2 separate regions of the Mus musculus genome follow, and region 1 is linked to region 2. Evidence: chromatin contacts called from public promoter capture Hi-C data. All regions are on one chromosome and are shown on one strand. Each heading gives the region's core, a stretch centred on a gene start, on an enhancer-like site or on the middle of the called end of the contact. The rest is flanking DNA. Distances are from core to core; before and after follow the strand shown.

Region 1 (6,035 bases), core at 1,918-4,417, 2.5 Mb before region 2:
TTCTTTCTTTCTTGATTTATTTATTATATGTAAGTACATTGTAGCTGTCTTCAGATACCTCAGAATAGTGTAGCCTCCCCCAGCCTGAAGCTGTACAGACCTTGTCAACACTGAGGTGGGGCCACCTGCAGTGCTGCTTTCGGACTTGGCTGGCTTCTTTTGAAGTGACAATTGCCCTGAGATTCTGCTACCTGCTGAGAGGCTGAACATGTCTTCCGGAGAGGTTCTTGAGGTAGCTGACTACCTGTGAAATTGGCGACTTACTGCTAATGGCTCTGCTCTGGCGGACTAGTGCTAACAACTTGGCAACAAAACAGCGCAGACTGCTAATAAACACTGAGCCTTGAACAGGGAATCATCTTGGCTCCATTATTTCTCTCGACCGGCTAGTTTCTCTCTTTCAGCTCCAGCCTGCTTCCCCGGTGTACGGTACCGGGTCCTTGTAAGCCTCGGGCCAGCTTGCTACAGAATAGGACATCAGATCTCATTTAGGATGTTTGTGAGCCACCATGTGGTTGCTGGGATTTGAACTCAGGACCTTCGGAAGAGCAATCAGTGCTCTTCACGGCTGATCCATCTCTCCAGCCCCTTCAGGTACTTTGGTACAAAAATCTGCCAACTATGGAGACTACCAAATATAGACCACTTTCTACTTTTTAAAGGCCCATGAGCTAAGGATGGGTTTTGCATATTTCAATGTTTGAAAAGATATTAAAACAATAATATATTATGGCATGTGAAATTCAAATTCCAATATCCATTAAGACATCTTAGGGGAACACAGCCATTTGTTATTGTCTTTCTGTTTTCTATTGACCACTTTCCAGAAAAATTGAGTAGTTATAAATGAGAGTCTACGGCTCACACAGCCTTGGATTTGCTATCTGTCCTCTAACAGGAAGATAGTTTGCCCATTCTTCATCTAATCCATGTGCAATTTAGAAGATCATTTTTGCATTGTTTATGCTCGTCTTTTCTTTTCTCATTATCACCTACTTCCGCTACAGAAATTAAGCTGTCAGTGCTACACTTGCAATACATTCTTTCCCAGTGAGTCCTCTCTTCCCGTCAGCCTCATGGGATTCGACAAGTTATAAGAGAGTGACTTTGCTGTTCTAACTAGTGTAGGGGACTTCATTACTAAATAACTTCTGTGCCTCAGTGTAACATTTACGATCCCTCATTGTCTTAAGGACACGGTTCATCTTCATTCTCAGTTTGCCCGGATTTGGAACCACCTGGGAGACACACCTGTGGGTGTCTCTTTAATGGCATCTCCAGGGAGGCTTAACAGGGAAGATCCACCCTAGCTGTGCTGGGTGTCCTGGATTTAATAGAAAGGAGACTGCTGAGTACCACAGTTTAGCGCTGTCTGCTTCTGACCACAGACACAACTTGACCAAGTGGTCTCCTGTTCCTCCATCTTCCCGCCTCCATGATACACTCTATCCTTAAAATGTAAGTCACTCCCCGACCCTGCCCAGGTCTTTCTTTTTTCTCTTTTGAGTGTTTTTAAGAAAAGGTTTCTCTGTGTAGCCCTGACTATCCTAGAACTCGATATGTAGACAAGGCTGGCTTTGAATTCACAGAGATCTGCCTGCCTCTGCCTCCTGAGTGCTGGGATTAAAGGTCAGTGCCACCACACCTGTTCTTTCTTTAGAATGCTTCTGTCAGGTGTTTTTGTTTTGTTTTGGGTTTTTTTGTTTTGGTTTTTTTTTTTGTTTGTTTGTTTTGTTTTTTTGTTTTTTTTTTTCCAAGAAGGAAAATAAAGATACACTCATCTTTCCTATACAGCTGTTTCCCTTACACTTCATTTAGCCTACCTGTTACTTAGGTCACCAGCATTTGATCTCCTCTAGACCTAGGCTCACAGCTTACCTCTGTGTGAAATGTCTCCAGTTTTGTCTTACTTGCCCTTTAAATTGGCTATCCAGATTTTCTCCTTGCCCTAAAAGCCTTGAGAATAATCGTTGCCATCTGTGCCATTCTCTAATGCTTAATACTGGTTCACAGTTTTGTTTAAATTCTTTATAGTTTCCTGTGCCTGTATACAAGTTGCCCATCTCTCGAGTTCCGTTAATAGCTTTTCAGGAGCAGAAATTGAATCTTATTTTATGATTCACCACACTCTTTGAGTTTCTTAAACATGAAAAATTGGGATGAGGATGTAGTTTAACTGGTAGACTGCTCGCCTAGCATTCATAAAGCTGGAGAGTTCAATCTCCCGCATGTCATAAGCAAGGCATGGTGGCACATACTGCGAATTCCAGCACTGGGAGGTGGTGCTAGACGTACCAGGGGGTCAAGGCTAGGCTGAGCTACACTCCCCACCTCCACAAGTTATTATTTCAGATTTCTCATCCGGAGCCAGAACCTTGACTTTTTGTGTATAGGAGCTACCTGTATTTAATTTTTAAACGTAATTTAGTTTTGCCTTGTGTGAGCGATACATGCCCTTAATTAAAGCTTGTGTGGAGGTCGGAGGTCAACATGTTAGTTCTTTTTCATTATATGGGAACTGCACTGTGGTTGTCCACGTCTGGCCGCAAGCACTTTTACCCACGGAACCATCTTGCCGGCTCCTACCTGTATTTAAACACAAAATTCATTTAATTTATTTAGTGCTACAGAGAATAGTATCATTCGAAGACATGCCATCTTCCAGACAGTCACACATTTGTGGGCCGTTCCCTAGGACCCTCAGACGCGCGCGAGCGCAAACACGTGGGTGACAAGTGCTTCCCTCCAGGACCCTCCTTTGTCCACTGTGATTGGCGGACCAAGCGGTCCAATCGTCTTTCCCCGCCTCTTTCCGCAGTAGCCAATCAGAGGTCCGGAGCGCCTCCTGACTACTAGATACTGTTTACTAACAGATCGAAGCTGGGAATAAGGGGTGTGACCATTCTGGGGAGGTCAGGAGAGGGAAGGCCTGCCTGCGCGTGCGCACCAAAGCGAGTAGGTGGGGCATTCCGTGGGTCTTGCCAATCGGAGCGTTCGCGCTCCTCCCTCTCCTGCCTCCCCGCCAAGCAACAACAATTCGAGCAGCGGGGCGGGGCGGCTCCTGAAACGTCAGGACTAGCCGCCCAATGGGAACGGGCGCTGGCAGACGCGCGCGCGCTGCGCCCAATAGCGCTGGTGGCTCAGGGCTGTCTCCTGGGCTGGCTGTGGGAGGAGCGGCCTGGAGGAGGAGGTGGAGGCGCAGGGCGCGGGGTTGTGCCGTACTAGCGGTGCCCGCTGAGGGGAGGAGGCGGAGGAGCTGCACGGCCAGAGCGGGAAAGAGACTCGCCTCAGTGTCGGAGTTGTGGCGCTGCGGCAGCTCGGCTCCTGGAGCTGTGGAGAGACGGGGCGTCTGCTGTCCCATCAGGTTCCCCTAAGAGCGACCCGCGCGATCGGAAAGAGGGTGAAGATGGAGGGGGAGGGCGGCGGCAGCGGCGGCGCGGGCACCAGCGGGGACAGCGGCGACGGCGGCGAGCAGCTCCTTACTGTCAAGCACGAGCTGCGGACCGGTGAGCGACCCCGCCCTCTGCTGGCCGGGCCAGCCGCGGAGGCGCGCCTGAGAGCCGGCATGGGTGCGCGCACAGGCCAAAAGGGGCGCGGGCTGGGGGGGACGGGCCCGGGGCGGGGCTTCGCGGGCGGGGAATAGTCCGGGGGTCCTGGGAGGCTCTGGGCACGGAGAGGAAAGTTTGCTCCTGCTGGGCCCCCAGTTTCCGACCCAGCCTGGGAAGATGCCTTTATGCCCCCTTTCCTGCATAGGTGACATATCTGTCACTACACGCTGTCTCGAGGGAAAGGTACTCTTTCCCTCAAGAGGTGAGCTGTGTGGAGCTGTGTGTGATGGAGCTTGAAGCTTGAACTCACTTTACCCTGCACCTCTGCCTGGGATGGTTCAGGTGTGAGGGGAGTGTGTGTGTTTGTGTGTGTATGTATGTCTGTACCATCCCTAAGGGACAGCGATCCTGCGAGAGGGGTATTGGTTCTCGGTTAGTCTCTGGTGAAGGAAAAAGGCTTCGTGGTCCTCTGGAATTAAGTCCTTTCTCTCAGAGTTATCGTGAAGTACTATACTCTCTGAAATTTGCCAGGTCTTTTGGCAAGCAGCCTCTATAAATGTAAAGTTTTGGGTGAAAGGCTTCACTAGGCGACTTAAGTGCTTGCATCCCCTGTGCTGGAGATCAGTAAAGCTCCGTGTGCTAAGCTTTTTACTTTTGCTTTTTCATTGTGTAATTCCGGGGTTTGTTTTGGAAAATTCTTATCTGGACCAATTGGTAAAGTTTGGGTCTCCCCAGCCCCATGGAGTCAGGTCTCCCCTTACACTATCATTTCTGCATGGAGAATGTGTTAGAGTGGATCGATAGTTATTAGTGTCAGTGGTTTTAAGATTTTTGACACTTAAGTCTTTGGCACATTATATTAAGTAGACACAAATGGCAAATGGCAGGTTTCAGGTAGAAAGCGGGTCCACCTTGCTGCTGTTTGGAACAGATTGAAACAGATGGATAAAGTTAACTACAACCCACAATTCTTGATTGCCCATTAGTATCTTTGGTGCCAGTCTTATGACTTAGTATAAGATGTAAATTCATGCCTTCTCATTTATCAGTATAAGCACTGCAGTTTTGATGGTTCTGACTCTATAATGTATCCTGACCCAGTTATTCCATAGTATTTTTGAATTCCTCACATAAACAGTGTAGATTCCCTTGGTTGAGATCTTCACTCCAAATGTTATCAAAAAGTGATGTTTTCAACGGGATTTTAAGCCATTTTTCTCAGTATACATGTATGTAGTGTTAATGCCCAGTTTACACCAGGAGCAGTGTCACATTTTCTAGAGTAAGGATTTTGGTCCACCTCCCCCCCATCTTACATAATGATTCCTTGCTGTAAGTGTGTGGAATCATACAGTACAACAAATGCTGCTTGAAGTCTTCTATGCTCAGCCATTGATCATGATACAGCAAGCAGTCTTTTGCTCAAAGACCAAGGGGCAACCTACTTGTTAGTAGTCAGCCAACTGCTCAGTTTCTGGATTTTGCAAACAATGCTAACTCTGTAGAAAACAATGAGCGCTGTTTTATTTCCCTTTGTCAACTAACTGTGTGTGAATCATCAAGTTTGCATTTAGAAATTCTTCTGATGGATGACGAGACTGCACTGAACTCACTAGTAATGTAGTAAAAAGGACAGGAACGGCCATTTAAATGTATTGCTAAGCACGTGGACAACTGATCAGATGTAATGGTCAAAAACACTGTTAAAATATAACTTGAAAGAGTAACTCCTCCGTCACCAGCCAGCTGGGCTCCTCTTAGCACATGTTGCTCTGATAGGAGCTAGAGCAGTGTGGTAGCTGGTGGCTATATTGAATACCATAGGACAAATGATAATTGAATTAGAAACCCAGTATAAGGGCGTGGAAATGGCTCCATTATGGAGACTGAATAGTATGGCATACCCGGACATGGAGTTGGAAGACGTGATGATGAATACTAGCTCTGCCACTTAGCTGGGTGTATAGACTTGGGAAATCACTGCATTCTTTCAGGCTTACTCCTTTCATCTGTAAAATGTGGACATTGAATGAGACACTACTGGAAAAATGTTAATCAGGTTACTTGGCACATAGTAGGAAATATTTATTGAATGAAAATTTAAAAAATAATTCCACAATCAGATCTTATTGTAAAACATACGAATTAATCTAGTGTAGCTGGGAAACGAACTAAGTCATTGGGTGGTTAGCATTATCATATGTGTCTTTGCCTTCTCAAGCAGAGTGTAAACTCCTTGTAATCTGTGTTGCTATTGAATAGCTTGTATTTATCTTGCCCATCACAACACACAGTAGTACAATAATTCATTTGCCTGGGGTTGAAAAGATGGCTCTTTGGGATAGAGTACTTGCCATGTAGTGTGAAGTCCTGAGTTTGAATCCTTTGGGCCTACACAGAAGCTGGTTTAGTAGTGTGTATCTGTCATCCCAGTGCTTGTATGGCACCGTGAGAGCTGGAAAAGACAGAAGAGTCTCTGGAAGCTTG
Region 2 (6,238 bases), core at 618-3,117:
ACCGCAGAGACCCAAAGCTAAGGTGGTGGGGGGTGGGGAAGTGACGGGGAAGAAAGATGGATTATGTACGAAGGACACGTTTCAGACTGACAGAGGGCTGATCAATGGCAAGCACTGAAACCAGATGACAGACTGTTCACATTTCTGTATTCCAAGATAATGGCTGTCATCCTATAATCGTATTTCATCAACAGAGCAAAACCTAGCATTTACTGGTAACTACCACTCAGAAAAACCTTCTCGGTTCTTGAAGAAACCTTTAAAGGTTCTTGGTGAAGACAGAAAATGAAACTCTATGATCTGAACCACAAGAAGGGAAGGACCTGCATAAGCTGCTAAGGAGGGGGCTCTGATGAATGTCAGCATCACACCACTGGGTAGACTTATACACCCTAGGGGAAAACACCTAGGCTATAAAGGTCTCCTCTCTTGAGATAGGACTAAGAATGGAAGGGCAGGCAGTGGTGTGTTACTAAGCGAGTACATGTTTGTTTCTACAAAAGCAAAGACAGAGAAAATTATTTTAGTGAGGTTTTAGAGTTCTCAACAGGATAAATTCCTGTTTTAGCTATAAAAGTACTTCCTGCCTTGCTGAGAGCAGCCAGCCACCAACCAGCCAGGGGAGCTTGATGAAGCAGATAGCATCGTGTCTGTTGAGTAACAGGGGCAGCAGTATGTGCTTGTGGTTGCTTTTGGAAAGGTTCTCAAAGTTCTTAGGGGGGCGGGAGGGGGGGAAGAATCTGTGGTTTTTCTAAGTTTGTTTCCTCTCCTGTAAGTTAGTGCTCAGGCCATGGGGTTGCTGTGAGAATTAAATGAGATGCCCTGTGGGGCCAAGAGGGGAGCACAGGCAAAGCCTTCACCATATGTTAGCGTCTGCAGTGTACTGCTTTTCCTTCCGCTGCCCCACAGATTTCCTAAAAGGAAGTCATCCTTGACTGTCCGGCAAGCACATCACAGGCTAGCCTAGGGATCTTGTACCTGTGATGCCAAGCCAGCATTGCAGATAGCTCTAGTTAAGTCAATGAAAAATGCATCTAAAAAAAGGATATACAGAACATATTATTCCCGTATCTTTCCAAATATTATTTAGGATGCTTTAGTGAAATTTTGAGAATTTTTGCCACCCTCCCTCAAAATACAAATGATCTAAGTTTCAATTTTACGAAGCGCGAAAAAGACAATCTATGGTGTAGCTCTAAAAGTAATATGAATAATTGATGACGATAGCTAAAAGCAAATTGCTTGCATACAGCATTACAGAAACACTTTCACCTAAAGCATGCTTGCTGCCTATCAGGTCTCCACATGTCTCCGGTACTATGACAGTTATTTGTTAACAATTAGTTACAACGGATGCTTAATGATGCTGGAAACACAATTTTCTAACCTCACATGATTTCCGATGAATGTAAAAGCTATTCCTAGACTCGTGCACTGGTGGGGAGATAATAGCAGGTAGCTTTCCTGTCCAGGATGGTAGAGATTCTTTCTAAACCATCAGTTTGCCAACACACTGCATCCCGAGGAGAGCGCTGAGCACACATGGTCCCCTTTGTTATACCTATATCATCACCTAACCAGTTCTAAGTTTGAGTTCTGACATCCCCATACCACTGCTCAAAGTAGAAGAAACCATGTGTCTTCCTCATTTGCATCTCTCTCACAAAACTTGATCTTGTTACACTCACAAAGCCCAAACCAGAGGAAATGTTACATTGTTGATCATTATGCTAAAAAGTATACTATCTACTTTGAAATCTTGTTCTAGGTTTTAATCTCATACTCACCCCTGTTTCTGGAGGGATGCTTCTCTTGACTGAGGAGGCTGGCAAATCTGCTTGTATCAAGAAGAGAAACCAGCAGTGTTGTGGGGACAGGAAATTGCGCTCGTATTTTGTCATAAGCCAATGAGGAAGCAGCCTTTTAATGAGAAGGCTTACTTTGTCTGAGTTCAAGGATCCTTCTGTACTTTTAAGCGATGTTTGGGTCATTTACTGTCATGTGATTTTCATAACCCATTCTTTTTGTATCTTAATTATAAATGAATACTTATATGTATGCCTATTTCATGCATATGTATGTGTCTGATGTATGCACACATGTGTATGCAGCTGTGTCACCAGTATGCACTCTTTTGGAAACCAGGAACCTGTCCTGTTTGCCTTTCTCTGCCTTATGCCTCTGCACAGGGCCTCTTACTGATCCTGGAACTGGACTGGTGGCTAGCAAGCTCCAGTGATCTTCCTGTCTCAGCTTGTCCACTGTGTTGGGGCTCTCAGCATCCGCATTAGTTATGCATAGCTTTTAACTTGAGCACTAGGATCTCAGCCCAGGTCCTCATACTGTGCAGCAAGCACTCTTCCCCAGATTTTCATCTCTACACCCTCTGAATTTGATGCTGTTCTTAACATTGCAACCATTCAATCCTTTACATCATCTTCATCCTGTTCCTGCATCTGCCGTTAGATTGACTGTGCAGGCATCTACACAGGTCCTGACTATTCCGTGGAAATGAGCATAGCCCCATGTAAGAGAGGGCTATATTCGCTGACACCCTGGATGCCCCAGAAGCAGAGGTAGACGGTTCTAGATGCTCATGAATGAGACAGGATGAGTAATCTGGGTGTGAGGATGGAGAGGCTACTGTGGACCACTGTGGGGTGAGCTGGTTCATGAAGAATAAAGCAGAAGAGGCAGAATGGGATTGGTGATTACTGTGGTTTAACAGCAAAACTAGGCGGGGATGTGAGTAGGTCAAGAGAGCCAACTTTGGGAGAACTTTTTTCTGTTCTTCTGGGGAACTAATACGATTGGATGTATAGTATTTGATTACAGAATCACTTTCTCTTCTAGTAATCCTCTGGGAATAGAAAACAGTGATTCCTAAAAGCAGCTGATGGGACTGGACCAGACAAATAGATAATCATGCAATGTGAAAATGTGTTTATGAGTGCTATAGATTATTATTTTAAAACGCTAATGCAGTACTTTAACAAAGTAAAACTATAAGTAGTTAAATCAAAGTGAAATTAGTTTCTAGAACATCCCACTTTTGAGAAAAGTTAGACATAATTTTTAAACTGTATTCCAATAAACTTTGATTAGAAATTAAGGCTAGGATATTATTTTATAAGTACGAAATCAATTGAGAGTGGAAAATTCTAACTTAATTTTAGGCTCTACTCAGGATATGCCAAGTCTGTGTTTGTAGATGGAAAAAAAAAGTGCTCTTATGATATACTTGAGACATTTCTTCCCGCAGTTAACTGTGGTATAGAAGAGGAATGTAAAGGCTTTTGAAAATTCCTTAGTATATCTTTATGAATCATAAAAATATGCCGGCTGTGGTGGCACACATCTTTAATCCCAGCATCTGGGAGGCAGGGGCAGATGGATCTCTGAGTTCAAGGCTAGCCTGGTCTATCCAGTGAGTTCCAGGATAGATAGAGTACACTCTGGCTCAAAAACAAGCAAGCAAGCAAGCAAGCAAGCAAGCAAAGAAACAAACAAACAAGCAGTAACGAAAAAAAAGAATGATAAAAATAATGAATTTGTGAAGTATTCAAGAATTTGTAAATAACAAGTAGTAACTGAAAATCTCAGGATATATTGTCATTGGGATGATGGAAAATTAAGGTAAAATGTACAAACAATAATGACCTGAGGCGTTAGGGCTTGGGGGTGGGGGGTCCGCTTAATACAGGGTTTCCCTTGCAACCATGGAGATTCGAGTTCGAGCTTCAGGAGCAAGGTCCAAACAGTCACGTGTGGTGGCATATGATCATGATCCTAGGCCTGGGAAGGCAGAGGCAGGCAAACTCTGGGTTAAAGAAAGACTTGTCTTTAGTTTAGAAGAAAGAACAAAAGAGAATGGTGAAGCCTGAGGAACAAGTCCCAAGGTGGCCCTCAGGCTGGCACACACATCTGCACACATCACTCACATACATACATACAGAAACAAGGGAATTAAAAATTTGCCAAAATGAAAATAATAATTTCTGTCTGCTCATGACGACAATCCCCATGTCTCTTTTTTGCTTGGTTTTGCACATTTGTCTAACTGTTGTTTCTATTTCATGGGTAGTTCACGATTTGCACAATATCTAATTTTACCTAGATAGACCATACTTCTCTTTTTAGAGAAAGAGTATTTTCACATCCATATTAAATATCTATGCACTTTACTCTTCAAACACTGGAGGAAAAAAAAAAAAGAGGATGTAGTTAGAGAACATGAGAAATACAAACTTTGACTTCTGCTTACAGAAGAAAAAAATGTTAGTGAGCAAAAATTGCTTCCTTCACACAAGGAGACACTGACTTTTGTGGATTCTGCATCTTGTTTAGTTAAAACTGCACTGGTGCCATATTTAACCCAGTGGCATTTAAATGAATAGTTGGCGAAATTTCAGAGCCCAGAGACACGGAGGCATTTTGACAATATAAAGGCCAAATCAATAAACAATTATTCAGAACATTGGCTTTATGGGGTCAGGATTCTTTGCCAGTCAGTTTTCTGATCTTCTGAGATCACAGTGGGCACCCAACACTGGCCAGAGGCAGCGCACTTGGGCTTAAAACGGGAAACGGGGCAAATGAATGTGGTCCGTCTGGATTACAGCTTCTCCATGCGGTAGACAGCGTGGTAGTTATTCTGCTGATGAAGGACATTTTCCTCCTTTCTCCTTTTTAAGCTGCATCACTTGTCTGGTGCAATTTCCGAGATTAAAAACAGCGGTCAAATAGGGCAAGGTCAAGTTCTGACACCCTGGTATGCATTCTCATTTTTATTTCTCTTTATACATTTAATTAGTCATGTTGTATTTGTGGCCTGATGAAAAAGGGTTCTTGGCAGAAAGTGAGAGTGGAACAGGCTATGGGTTTAGTTTTGAAAGAGGTGACCATGAGCAATGGGAAGGCTGGGGTTCTGGGCTCCGTGCTTGGGGAAATCCTGTTGACATCCAAATTTTGATATAAGAAATTCATAAAGGAAGGGCTTTTAGAAAATTAAGTATGAAGACAATAATATAGTTTTTTATTAATTAAATATGGCGAAGGTAATATCTGGGGTTAAGTAAAATAAACTATCAAGGTTAATGTTCTGCCTTGACATTAGTATGGCTAATAGAAAGTTCGAATGCTCTCTGTGTTTGGTGTTCTCTCTCTGTCGGGCAGCATTGTGCTGGATGTTGAAATAATCGTTCTGTTGAACTGTGTTGTGGTTTGAACAAGAAACGTTTCGCAGAACCTGTGTGTGAACACTTGGTTCCCACTGGCAGTGCTGTTTGAGGAAGGTTGTAGAACCCTTAAGGGCCAGTAAAAATGGGCCCTGATTTTGTCATAGTCTGTCCCCACTTCTTATCACTGTGTGTTTCCTGCTTGTGGACACAAGGTGACCAGGCCCATGACACCTGATGCCCTGTTATCCCTGCTGTGATGTATTAAACGTTGTCTTCAACATTAGGACAAATAAACCCTCTCTCCCTCAAGTTGCTTCTTGCCAGTTATTTGGTTACAGTGACAGAAAACTAGAAAACAAGGGTAATTAACATAAACTGTCATTTTCTTCAGCGCTGCTAGGAGCTCAGTAGACTCTAAAATTCCTCTCTTGACAGTTGATATTGACAGTTGAAAGGAGACTAAGCATACGTCCGCTGCAGCATGGGACTGAAACCTCCTGGCTTTCTATTACTTGAACAAATCTTTGCAGTAAACATTACTGACAAAGGAGCTACAGGCAGAGGAGGCAGTTTTCACAGTGGAGGGATTGGCTGTCATGATCACATTCGCCAAGGACTATATTCAGCCGGCGTTCTTTGCTGCAAACAACAGAAACTGTAGTCACCTGGCCCAAAAAGTGATTGGGAAATCGGTCAGGATATATATGGTCCATGATCTATGCAGAGCCCTGAGGATGAGGCTTAGAGAAAATGGTTAGAGATAGAGAACGGAAAACCAGGTCACCCCACCTAGATATTCAGGTTAGGATGGCACTGCTGACCCCATTGTGCTGGCCCCTTGAGGACACTTTAGCTGGAGTCTCTGTGGCACTCCTGGGGTTCCAGTATGATAGATCCATTCTCAAACGTCACTCTTTCAAGGTCAAAGTGCAGCTTCGAGGAGCTGATTGAAGGGTCTGGTTACTGTCAGAGCCTGCACTGGAAGCAAGAAGAGGGAAACTCTGCTATCTTCATTCTGGAAGGCAGTCGAATTCTGCCTCCCAACACGCTTAGCACTG

Evidence for each region. Capture Hi-C pulls out chosen DNA fragments and counts their contacts.
Region 1: a contact with region 2 is called in a promoter capture Hi-C map of adipose tissue, with 4 times the contacts expected there. The contact joins the promoter of Rps6ka5 here to the promoter of Gpr65 in region 2. A contact is called at or near these places in 1 of 39 promoter capture datasets (liver), 1 of 115 datasets of contacts at active chromatin or transcription factors (thymic regulatory T cells) and 1 of 9 other capture datasets (adipose tissue).

The regions. Positions count from the first base shown.
Region 1 is chr12:100,722,252-100,728,286 of GRCm38.p6, reverse strand. It overlaps Rps6ka5 (ribosomal protein S6 kinase, polypeptide 5), which reads left to right and starts at 3,167. Exons shown (of 17, transcript NM_001330702.1): 1 at 3,167-3,506. The coding sequence starts at 3,407.
Region 2 is chr12:98,264,264-98,270,501 of GRCm38.p6, reverse strand. It overlaps Gpr65 (G-protein coupled receptor 65), which reads right to left and starts at 1,867. Exons shown (of 2, transcript NM_008152.3): 1 at 1,788-1,867.